2 separate regions of the Anas platyrhynchos genome follow, and region 2 is linked to region 1. The links are chromatin contacts, called in public Hi-C maps. All regions are on one chromosome and are shown on one strand. Each heading gives the region's core, a stretch centred on a gene start, on an enhancer-like site or on the middle of the called end of the contact. The rest is flanking DNA. Distances are from core to core; before and after follow the strand shown. Region 1 holds the start of MTBP (MDM2 binding protein). Region 2 holds the start of DSCC1 (DNA replication and sister chromatid cohesion 1).

What was found. Hi-C and Micro-C count contacts between places; a contact is called where the count stands out from the background.
Region 2: a contact with region 1 is called in a Hi-C map of liver, with 4 times the contacts expected there. The contact joins the promoter of DSCC1 here to the promoter of MTBP in region 1. A contact is called at or near these places in 2 of 8 Hi-C or Micro-C datasets (liver and subcutaneous adipose tissue).

Annotation. Positions count from the first base shown.
Region 1 is chr2:13,169,854-13,175,793 of IASCAAS_PekinDuck_T2T, reverse strand. MTBP (MDM2 binding protein) reads left to right here and starts at 2,657. Exons shown (of 22, transcript XM_027452648.3): 1 at 2,657-2,797; 2 at 4,147-4,227; 3 at 4,731-4,804; 4 at 4,898-5,043; 5 at 5,523-5,581. The coding sequence starts at 2,728. It overlaps MRPL13 (mitochondrial ribosomal protein L13), which reads right to left and starts at 2,674. Exons shown (of 8, transcript XR_011807354.1): 1 at 2,536-2,674; 2 at 999-1,122.
Region 2 is chr2:13,437,315-13,443,254 of IASCAAS_PekinDuck_T2T, reverse strand. It overlaps DSCC1 (DNA replication and sister chromatid cohesion 1), which reads right to left and starts at 3,619. Exons shown (of 9, transcript XM_038173957.2): 1 at 3,326-3,619; 2 at 1,775-1,943; 3 at 443-577. The coding sequence starts at 3,498.

The DNA.
Region 1 (5,940 bases), core at 1,408-3,907:
ATGACAATCAAATCAAGTATAATTTTAGTGTTTACATTAGACATGTATGAGCAAAGCTTAATGCTTCTTTATGCTTCAGTAAAGTCTCTTGAACAGGGATCATCATTTATTATCTATAAAATGCTCATCACAGTGAGACGAGCACTATGGTGTTACCGATCACAAGCAAAGTATCTTTAGTGCTGAATCTTCTAAACAGTAGATAAGCAAGGCTTTTTTTTCATTTGATCAAGAAAATATCTTTCATCAATAATTGTGTCTCCTATTTCAAAATCAGACAGGTTCTAGTCTCATTGTCATTAAGTGGCTGAGGTCAGAAGCCATCTGGTCAAACCCCTGCTCCAGCAGGGACACCTACAGCCAGGTGCCCAAGACCATGTCCAGATGGCTTTTGAGTATCTCCAAGGAAGGAGGCCCCATAGCCTTTCTGGGCAACCTGTGCCAGTGCTCTGTCACCTGCACAGCACAGAAGTGCTTCCCGATGTTCAAAGGGAACCTCCTGTGTGCCAGTTTGTGTCTCCTGGCTCATACACACAGGACTTTTTTGCACGTTGTTCAGAATGAAGAACTGCTCCAAGGTGCTGTGGTGCTGTACAACTACTGAACAGTAGCGTTCAGAAAAATCTAATCAAGAATCACATTGGTGTTTCAATACATGCACTGTGGATTAAATTTTTGTTTAAAATCAGTGCAACAAAACACATTTCGAACTTAAAAAAAATAACCGAGGCAACTGAATTCCATCATAATTCTGCTACTAAAATTGAATAACAAATTATACTAAAATTGAATAACAAATTAGTAACAAGCTTTATATGGATTGGTAAAGACAATGACCTAAACCTCTGGAGAGGTATGAAGGGAAAACACGGGAAATGAAATTGAACCCTTTATAATTTACAAACTGAAAAATGCAACCTTGTAAAAAGCACTGTTTTTTAAGAATGAAATTAAAAGAAAAATACATTAAAAATGCTTCTGTGTACTGCAATACTCACTTAGTGCATGATAAATAGGTTTATGCCAGCCTTCAAGTCTGATTACAGTCGCAGCTGCTATTTTTCCTGGTGGTTGCATCTTTGCATCTAGGAGATACCAAGCTCTGGCAAAAGTAGCCCATTGCTAAAGAGAAAGAGAAGTGGTACTTAATATAGGAAAAGAACACACTACCATAAATGAATCTAGCTTCTCTGATTTGATCAATGCATTCTTTTACATTTCAAGCATCATAAGAAATACTAATATTCAAAAACACCCCCTGTCATGTAGCATTAGGGTAGAGCACAGTGCTAGACATTGTATCATAGAATCATCAGGGTTGGGAAAGCCCTCCAAGATCATCTGGTCCAACCATCCCCCTACCGCCAATGTCAACCACTAAACCATGTCCCCAAGCACCACGCCCAACCTCTCCTTGAACCCCCCCAGGGACCACCTCCCTGGGCAACCAGTGCCTGACTGCTCTTTCTGAGCAGAAATGTCTCCTCATTTCCAGCCTGAGCCTCTCCTGGTGAACTTGAGGCCATTCCCTCTGGTCCTATCACTGGTTACCTGTGAGCAGAGGCCGACCCCCAGCTCCCCACACCCTTTCAGGCAGTTATAGAGAGCAATGAGGTCTTTGGCTCCCCAACCCAGACTTCCAGGTCGGGAGGCTAAAAACCCTGAGAATAAGTGCTCTGGCTAATAAAGACAAATGAAAAGAGGGCATTAAGAACCTCAGCCTTTTCCTTATCCTCAGTAGTCACGTTCCCCTCCTGCATCCAGTAAAGGATGGAGATTCTCCTTGGTCCTCCTCTTGCCATTAATATATTTATAAAAACATTTTTTGTTATCTTTAAGCACAGTGGTCAGGTTGAGCTTGTACAGTGGTTTGGCCTTCCTGATTTTTTCTCTGCACATGCTGGCAACTTTCTTGTACTCTCCCTGTGTTGCCTGCCCCTTCTTCCACCAGACACAAACTCTCTTTTTCTCCTGGACACTCAGCAGAAGTTCCCTGTTCAGCCACACCGGTCTTCCCCACTGACTCATCTTACGGCGCACAGGGACAGCCTGATCCTGCACCTTTAAGACCTACTGTGCTGCACTTACTGCTTGAAACGGTTCATTGAATGGTTTTGGTTAGAAAGGACCTTAAAGCCCACCCAGTTCCACCCCCCTGCCATGGGCAGGGACACCTCCCACCACATCAGGCTGCCCAAAGCCCCATCCAGCTTCGCCCTGCACACCTCTAGGGATTGGGCATCCACAGCCTCTCTGGGCTGCCTGAGCAACACCTAAACACACTTCTGTGCCTACTAACAACCCTACGTGCCTACAAGGCGGGCAGCCTTGTCCCTCTCAGCCCCCTTCCCTTCCCCAGCAGCCCCACAGCGGGCACTGCCTGCTCCTTCCAGCAGCGCCCAGGCCAGCCGAGCAGTGCCCGGCCATAGCACCCGCTCACCCCCACAAAATGGCGGCCGCCAGCAGCCCGCCGCCACACGGAGGGCAGTGGCCACCGCGGTGTCCCCTCGCCTGAAGAGCCAGCCCCGCGCTCACCTGGGCAGCCTTGGTGTAACTGGCCATGGCCGCTGCGGCTCAAGGGGAAGGGAAACGGAGCCCATCGGCCCCGGGAAGCGGAAACATCGCCCTGCGAGGGGCGGTGCAGGGGCGGGCAGCGCGGGCTGCTCGGAGCCCTGATGGTGGTGGCGCCTCCTCCGTCTCCTTCTCCCTGTCCGTCCTCGGCCGGCCATGGACCGCTACGTGCTGCTCCTCAGCTGGGGGGACCGCAGGGCTGAGGGCAGTGCGGAGCCCGCTGCAGGTAGCGCTGCACTGGGGGGGCGATGCTGAACGGGGGCTGCCGCCGAGGAGGGGGGGACGCGGGGCAGGGCACGGAGCGGGAGCCTCCATCGTGGGGGCTGGAGAGGGGGAATTAGCGTCGGTACGGCTCTCCTGGGGCACGTGAAGTCTGTGTCCTAGAGATACGTTCCTTAAGTTCGTGTGCTTTCACCCGCTTAAGCGATGCCCCTGCCTCAGACGCCTCGGGGGTTGTTCTCGAAGACTTTTTCTTTATGCTTTCTGGTCTAGGGTCTGTGCGCAGGTAGGTTTTCAGGATTAGTACCGTGATAAAGATCTTTTTCTTTCAGAACAGAAGGCTTTAACGACTTACGCCTTCAGAAACTTAGGTTATTTGAGTTTTGCTAAAACACTGATGTTAGCTAACTAGAAGATTTTAGAGATATCATGGGATGGTTGAGGCTGGCAGGGCCCTCTGGGGGTCCACCTGGTCCCACCCCAGCTCAGGCAGAGACACCCAGAGCAGCGTGCCCAGGACCACGTCCAGGTGGCTTTTGAGGATCACTAAGGTGGAGACACCACAGCCTCTCTGAGCAACCTGTGCCAGTGCTTGATCACCCACACAGCACAGAAGTGCTTCCTGATGTTCAGGGCAACTTCCAATGTTCCAGTTTGTGCCCATTGCCTCTTGTCCTGCCACTGGGCACCACTGAAAAGAGCTGGGCTCTGTCTTCTTTGCACCCTCCTTTCAGATACTGATATATGGTGATAAGATCTTCCCACAGCCATTTCTTGACTAGGTTGAACTATCTCAGCCTTTCCTTGTAGAAGAGGTGCTCCAGCCTCATCTTTGTGCCCCTCCACTGGACTTTTCCCAGTGTGTCCAGGTCTCTCTCGTATCACTTAGCACAGGTCTGGTCACAGCAGTCCTGGTGCAACCTCCCCAATGCTGATCACCTCCCTTGGCCTGCTGATGGTGCTTGTGTAGTGCAGCCAAGAATACCATTAGCCTTCTTAGCTGCAAGGGCACGCTGCTGGCTCATGGTCAATACAGTGTCCACCAAGACCCCCAGGTCCTTTTCTGCCCCCCAGCATTTCCTGGTGCCCAGGGTTGTATATTCCTGGGTGCAGTTCTTTGCACTTCTTGCTGAACTTCATGAGGTTCTTATCAGCCCATTTCATCAGCTTGTAAATCTATATATCCAGTAGTTTAACTAGAACTTTATATTAGTCTTTTTAGACTCCTACAAATCTGTACTTGACACTTGTTTTAAACAAAACTTTTCATGTTAAACTGAACTTTAAACTGCATTTGCAATAAGCAAGATTTACCTTCTGGAAGTCAGAGGATTTAAGAAAATCTTCTTTTTCCAGCTGTGACTGCTGCAAATGTTTATAAACTTCTGAAAGAAAACTGTAATTCATCTACAAACACAGATGCAAGGACATTCCCAGGTAAGCACAGTAATATATGCCAAATGTTGTCAAGGAATTGGCCTAGGCAAATTTATTATTTACATGAAACAAATCAGAAACTTGAGGAAATCCAGTTTCTCTTGCTCTTGCTGCTACCATTTCTATGGAGAACTGATTTTCCTTTAGCAGCTCAGCTGTTACCAGATGATTAAATATACCAGGCACTGGAAATGAAAGACAAGTGTTTTGAAAGGCTGACAAATTTCAATCTATTTTAAGACTGACTGAGAGTAGAAAAGGGCTTGTTTCTCATGTCAGCATGCAGCTTGATATTTTCATGCCTATGATTTTTGTTACTCCTGTGATCTATGTTTTTTTCAGTGGAAGCATTATTTGTCTGTTGGGTAGCAATTCAGAACGCCACACCATGAGAATTTATTAAATCATTTTATCATCTTAAAATGGAGTTCTGAAGATCTGCTTTAGTACATTTAGTTTGTAGTGGATTGATTATTTTAAATCCTTGTTGTGTCTCTTTTCAGCATGTTCATTGGCTGGTATCCCAGGCATAAGGAAATGGTATTTTGCAAGTCATGTTATATGTGGTTATTATCAGGTAAGAAATATTTTTTTCATAATGTAAGTTCCACAGTTCTCTGCCTAGTGCAAGTTAAAACTGTAGTGTTCCAAATTCTTCTTGCTTTATTAGTTCTGCACTTCTGACTGGGAGGAAATAAATTCCGACACACAGAATAATGAAGACTCTCTCCAAACAAGTATTGATGAATGTCTGGGAGCCATACATAATTTTGAGGAAGAAGACAATAACAGTAGGGAGTCACTGTCTATGACTGAGTATGCATATTGTTATCTTTATTGAAGTATAGTGAGCTGACATTTAACAGTAATAACCCAAGGGAATTGAGAAAATCCAACAAGTAAAAGTTATTACCAAGCATATAGTTAACTACGAACAATCCCCTCCTACTACTGAAGGTATTTCTTTGTTTAACATAGCTTTAATTGTTATTGTTTCTTTTTAGCTACAGATGATTTTTATAGAATAACAGAACAATTATTCTAACATCTGACAGTTTTCCCTTGCTAAGGGAAAGCAGGCTGTCTGAAATCCTACTTCAAATTTTACTGCAGATTGTTTTGAATTTATTTCTGCCTCAGTAAAAGGGGAGATAAGTATAGTTCATTGCCTAGTATTAAGTCTGTGCTGAATTTTAAAGATAAGTTATTTACATCAGTTAGCATTCATTACTTGTAACTTCTTTCTAAATGGCTGTTTATATTTAGTTTCCAACTATGTTGTTCTTCATTTTCAGCATTTATGATGAAGCTGCAGAAAGCCTGCATCAGTTAGCTGACAAGCTGCCTGCCCCAGGTAACCTTTCTTAAAAGAGCAATCTAATTTGGAATTTATCTTGTTAGTTGTTTGTCTAAAATCTCAGCTGGTAAAGTCATAGTCAAATGGAAAAATAAAACAAAAAAACACACACACACAATTAAAAGCAGAGGATAATAGTTTGGTTGAATTAACTTTTGAATTAACTTGTTTGCAGATCTTGCAAGTAGTTTAATTAACCTGAGCGTGATTGGCCTTGCAGATCAGTTTAGGAAATAGTTTGCTGATTATTTTTTTTTTTTTTTTTTTTTTTGGAAGACTGCATTTCAATTGTGATTAAGGTAGTTATTTATGTAATGTTTTTTTCCATATGAAATGACACTAAAGTAGTAATAGAC
Region 2 (5,940 bases), core at 2,370-4,869, 270 kb before region 1:
TGTTATTTTCTGCTACTCCCTGTTGCTTCTTGTCATCATAAACTACTGACTGGCCAATGACTTGTATGTGACATCCTGGACCTCATACTTAGGTCAGACAAGGTATGTCACACATGAAGCCCCAGAGAAGGAAAAGCTATATATTACACCTCAGCAGCCCTATAAGTCTCTCTGAATTTTGAGAAGGTTCAGAAGAATGTATTCAAGAAACTCTCCACATAACAAGGGAAATTGCCAGTCTCTTCCAGTGTCCTTCCTTTTCCTCTTCTTACTGAAAAGCTGATAGCTTACCTGCGAGTCAGTGGAAGTGCTAATAATAACATACTTGTAGGCTTAAAAACTTAACTCAAAGCAGTGCTGTGAAACATCAAAGCTGTTTTTCTAGTTAACAATGTTTCTTTACTTTTATTTGCCCATGACTGACTTCAAGAAAGTGACTTACATGTGACACTGCTGAAGTCTGATCTTTCCCACTATCTGGTCCTTCATACGGATCTTCCATCAGAAGCTTCCTCAGCTTCTTCAGTTTAGGCCGACATCTCCGCAACTCCCAGTAGTTATTGGAGAAGCCAGCAATCTACAGGAAAATACAGGGACATTTTAAAGTACCACTTGGATTCAGAGGAGCTTACCAAAAAATTATCAGCAAAACGTTTTAATCCAGTTGCTGAGAAAAAGAATCTATTAACAAGTGAATGAAACATCACCATAATATTTTCCTTTAGAAAATTACCACCAGAAGCAAAGAATAGAAGTCCATGGTTGTATGATAAAAAATATTTGTAGTGCATATGACAAATGGACCAGCTCATCTCTGCATATAAATGATAGGCTGTCATGATGCGATATATTCCTGCACAATCCTTGTCAATATTTCCCCTTAATGCTAAGTTATATTACTGACGTAAAACCTCTCCTGTTTCCATCGTCCCTTATTCTTCCCATTTTGGGGTCTATTTATTGTTATTATTATCTTAATGACTCATCCTATCATTAAGCTCAAGTAAAACAGCCATTAATGAGACAGGAATCTGCACTTTCATACAACTAACAGAACACCTCTATTTCTTACTCTGATTCAACACACAGATGTAAAGTCCCCAGCAACAAGCTCAGGTGTAATTCATGCAACAACACTATCTAATAAGTCTTTACCTTCAGAGTAATCTGAATGCTTTATCAGATTATTTCTTTATTTGGCAAAGAGCTCACCATTAAAAATACAACAGCAAAAGACCCCTGAACTTTGAAATAATGCTGACTTCACAGAAGAAATGGTAATGCTTTGATTATTACATTCATCCAAGGACAAGCAGGATTACTCTTCAGTGATGTCATTATGTCTATTAAAGCAAATAATGAACTAGTAACAATGTTTACCTAACTATTTTTTTAGCAGAATTTTATTAACTACACTTTAAAGGAGCAGAGAACAATGAATTCTCTAAACTCAGAACTCTGCAATCATCCACTCCAACAAATCTTTCCAGATGTTAGTTGAAAAAGAGTAACCTTTGAATATATTTCTGTACTTAAAAAATAATATTCAAGCGTGACACGGTATAATCTGCCTTTTGGGGAAAGAATTCATAAGAATCAGTTTACAAACAGCATGTTTTCAGAAGAGCTGCTAACACTAAGAAATCACATATTCTTTGAAAACTTGAAACACACGGGGTTTTACATAAGCCTCCTGTATAAAATACAAAAAGAAATATGGAGAATACAGGTTTAGAGAATTAAAGCAAACAAACAAAAACCCAGAAAGCCATACCTGTGAATGAATAACACTGCCAGATGCTTCATCTGCATTCAGCTCTTCTGGAGTTTTACAACCAGGAACAAACAGCAGCATATTTGAGGTATCTGCTATTTTCATGTCGTAAGTTTTATCTTTGCTGCACAACACTGCTTGTTCATCTTTTTCACCACGGATTACCAGGCTGAAAAAAAAAAAAAAAAGCACAAAAATAAAGATGTATTTTTACCTCTATTTCTGGCTGAACACCTATTAAACACGTGATTTTTTTTCTTTATATTTAAACATTGGTAAAGGCATTATAAACTGCAGTTCTATTTGGTAGCAGCAGTCACAGTGTAACAAAATGTAAAGTTATAATTGTCAATTTATCTAAAATATCTTAACACTGTCGTTACCTCTCCTTTTTTGAGTTTTCCCACTCTGAAAGACAGGTATTCAAGGCTTTCATGCAGACCACAGCCTAACCTCCTCACCTGCCTATTCACACAAACCCCCCAAATCATTGAGTTAGCAATGCTTAATGCCTGAACCAGCTCACTAACCTTGGAAAACAGATTATAGCTTGAGCTGCTCCTTATTGAGGACAGAAATTAGCCCATTGTGAAACATGAAGCAATCAGAAATTGTCTGTATCCTTCAGATATCCCTCAGACAAACTTGCATTTTTCTTGCAACTGATTCCAAGCAGGAAACACACACAAAAAAAAATAAAAATAAAAATAGACTTCTATAAAATTTCTAGATAAAGAATCAAGGCAAATCCCTTTCTTCAACTCATACTTGACTACATGGAGATTTTTAGTGAGGGCATGGTAATACCGAAGCAGGACCACAATTCAGTGCAGCCTGGGGGAGCTAAGTGCTCACTTTCAAGTTAATTAAATTGCTAATTTTGATTCCCAAAGCTTGGGTGTGTGACCAGAGCCCAGCGATGCCCCGAGTGGTCCCCCAACCACAGGCACACCCCAGCCATCTTCCACCCAGCACCAACAAGCTCACTGATGGGCATCTCTGAGGACCTTTTTCTTTAGGGGGAGCTCTAACGTTGTATCACCCAAAACATTTTTATCATATGGGTAGCACTGCAGTTGATAAATGAAGAAATTTTAAAACCGGCTCAAAAACTTATTCTCTGGTGTTGGTGCTGAGGTTGAGGCTGTCACAAAACCACCCCAGCATGTGCCAAAACTTCCCTCGCTGGCCTGGTTGTGGGGCTGGTAGCTGCTCTGCCACCTCAAGCTCCAGCAGGAGGATCTGGGAAGTCAGCAGGACTCTTTTAAGGATTTCCAAATTTCTAGCCGTCTGGCAGGAATCCCTTCACTGCTCCAGATAAAATCTCAGCAGCGTTTCTTCCCTAAAACCTACTTTTTTCCACGCGGAAAGAAAGAAAACAAAAGGAGCAAACACTCCCCAACAAAAAAATCTCAAAAATAACAGATGCTGCCTACATTTTCTGTCATTACCTCAGCCACCCTGACCGCACCGGGGGCCCAACTTAGCTCACCTCCGCCCCTTGCCTCCCCCCGCCCCCCAGCCCCCCTCGCCTCAGGGGGGATGCGGTACCTGGCTCCGGCCTCCAGCTGGGCGCAGAGGCCGGGCTCCAGCTGCAGCAGGCAGCACTCCCCGGGGCCGGCTGTCCCCGGCCCGAAGCTGAGGCACTGCGCGGCCGGCAGCAGCTCTGCGGGGCTCAGCTTGGCGCTGCGCAGCGTGGCCTCCACCTCCGCCCTGCTCCGCATGGCGCCGGCTGCGCCCGCCCGCACTCGTTCTCTCGCTGTGGCGGGAGGCGGGAGGCGGGAAGCAGCCGGCGCCCTGAGCCCGCTGGGTGGTTGATGCTGTGGTTGTCGTTGAGGCGCATCCGGAGCGATCGGTGGGGCGGGCGGGTCTGAAGGGAAGTCACTCAACCCACCCAATAACTGAGTGGTTGAGGTAAAATCTCTCTCTCTCTGCCTATAAAAATGCATAAAATGTCCTGTTTTGGCACAGTGTCAGAGGGAAGGCTCGATCCTGCCCCATGGCTCACTGTCACCCACTCGTGCTCCTTCCCGCATGCTGTGGGGTCTGGTAGTTTGCTGAGGGCAAGCACCCGGTTCTCCCATGGCCAAGTTGTCCCTCAGGGAAGACCATGGCAAGCCAAGGTCAGCTCGTGTAACCCTTGTGATTTGAGCTCCAGCTGGGTTTCATGCTGTGGCACGAAGGAAAACCCTAAAGTGTAAGAAAAATAAAGGTCAGGAGAAAGCTGTTCACCAACACTGGGAACCAGTACTCGCTGTGGAGCAGCAGAGGCTGACACATCTCCACCTCACCCAGGACCACCTGGTCCTTCTGTGCTGAGTGAGGTGTTACTGCAGGGCATGTTAATGCTGGGCCTGGCAGTGTGCCTCCCCCCTCTGGCACTGTGTCCATTAGCTATCTGACTGCTTTATGGAATCACAGAATGGCCGAGGTTGGCAGGGACCTCCGAAGATCATCTGGTCCAACCCCCCTGCTGAGCAGGGTCACCTGGAGCACGTTGTGCAGGATGGCATCCAGGCGGGTTTGGGATATCTCCAGAGAAGGAGACCCCACAGCCTCACTGGGCAGCCTGTTCCAGTGCTTTGTCACCCTCCCAGTGAAGAAGTCCCCCTAGTATCCAGCTGGAAATTGTACTCCTTTGTAATCCTTTATACTCCTACATTGCATGTTTCTGCCTGTGGAACCTCACTGTGCTCAGAATAAGCCTGAACCAAATGACCTGGACAACGGGACAGAGCCAGTGGGTTGGGAACCCAGCTGGCAGGTAGCGATGACTGTTACACATGACAGAGTTGGACACTGTCTGCCTTCAGAAGGTCCCGTGCTTGAGTGATGATAGGTGCAAGCTGGTATGTGTACAGTCTTAATTCAGTTTCATAGAATCACAGAATCACAGCATGGCTTGGGTTGGAAGGGACCTCAAAGATTATCCAGTTCCAACCCCCCTGCCATGGGCAGGGACACCACCCACTAGGTCAGGTTGCCCAGGGCCTCATCCAACCTGGCCTTGAACACCTCTAGGGATGGGGCATCCACAGCCTCTCTGGGCTGCCTGTCCCAGTGCCTCACCACCCTCTGGGTGAAGAATTTCCTCCGAATCTCTAATCTAAATCTCCCCAATTATATCTTGCTTCCATATAAGTCTGTTCTTACACACCTCTAAGCTAAACCAGAAAATCACTGTTCTATGAAGTAAATGCTCACACAGTTACTGCTTAAATAGATGCTCAGTTAAGCTGGTTTTAATTTTTACCTTAATTTGTGTAATTTTTTCAATTAACTTGCATGTCCATTTCTTCTTCTTTTTACTTTTAACTCTGTAGAATAAAATAATAATAATAATAATAATAAAAACAACAACAACAAAAAGATTCAAGAGAAATCAAGGAACTGAATCCAACATACAAATTTATGGAGTTTTCATATTTGAATTACAAACATTTTTTTTTTTTTTTTTTTTTTTTTACGTTTGAACTCCTGAAGTTCATTTATTGAAACAAAGATGAATCAGTTAATGAATGTGGATTGCAGAGAGAATGAGGAGACACTGAATAGTCAATGTTGCTGTCAATTTATAAGAAAATGCATGTTATGCTAAGGGAGTTTGGTAGGATCCTGAAATTATTTTATAACAGTCCTGTGGGATTATTTACTTGCTCTGGAGTTGCTGCAGTTTAAATGAGTGCTGTTTTCAGTTTGAACATATGAGCATGGAACATATGGCCAGATGATCTTGAAGGTTTTTCCCAACCTTAAGGGTTTTATGATTCTATGATATTACAAGCAGAGGTGAGACTCACCTATAGCAGAATGAGAGTTGAAGAAGCTATTAATTCACCTATCATCACTACCTTTTCTTTACTGATCACCAGTTCACACCAGTCCCCCACAGTGCACAGCTGAGGCTTTGAGTAACTGCTGTGTGTCTACAGCCAAGAGGTATGCCTCTTGTGACAGGTCTCAGTGTAAGAGAGAAGTAGAACTGAAAAGCTGAACAGCCTGCATCCTCAGCTGGGTTGGGGAGGGGAGGTAGGAATGTGTCCTGCCTGTAAGTCAAGTACCAAGCAACATTAGCTTTGGAGTAATTTTTCAATTGACTAATGTTAATGGAAATTAGTGTTAACAGAATCTGGTTGACTAGCATTGACTGAAGTTAGCAAAACATT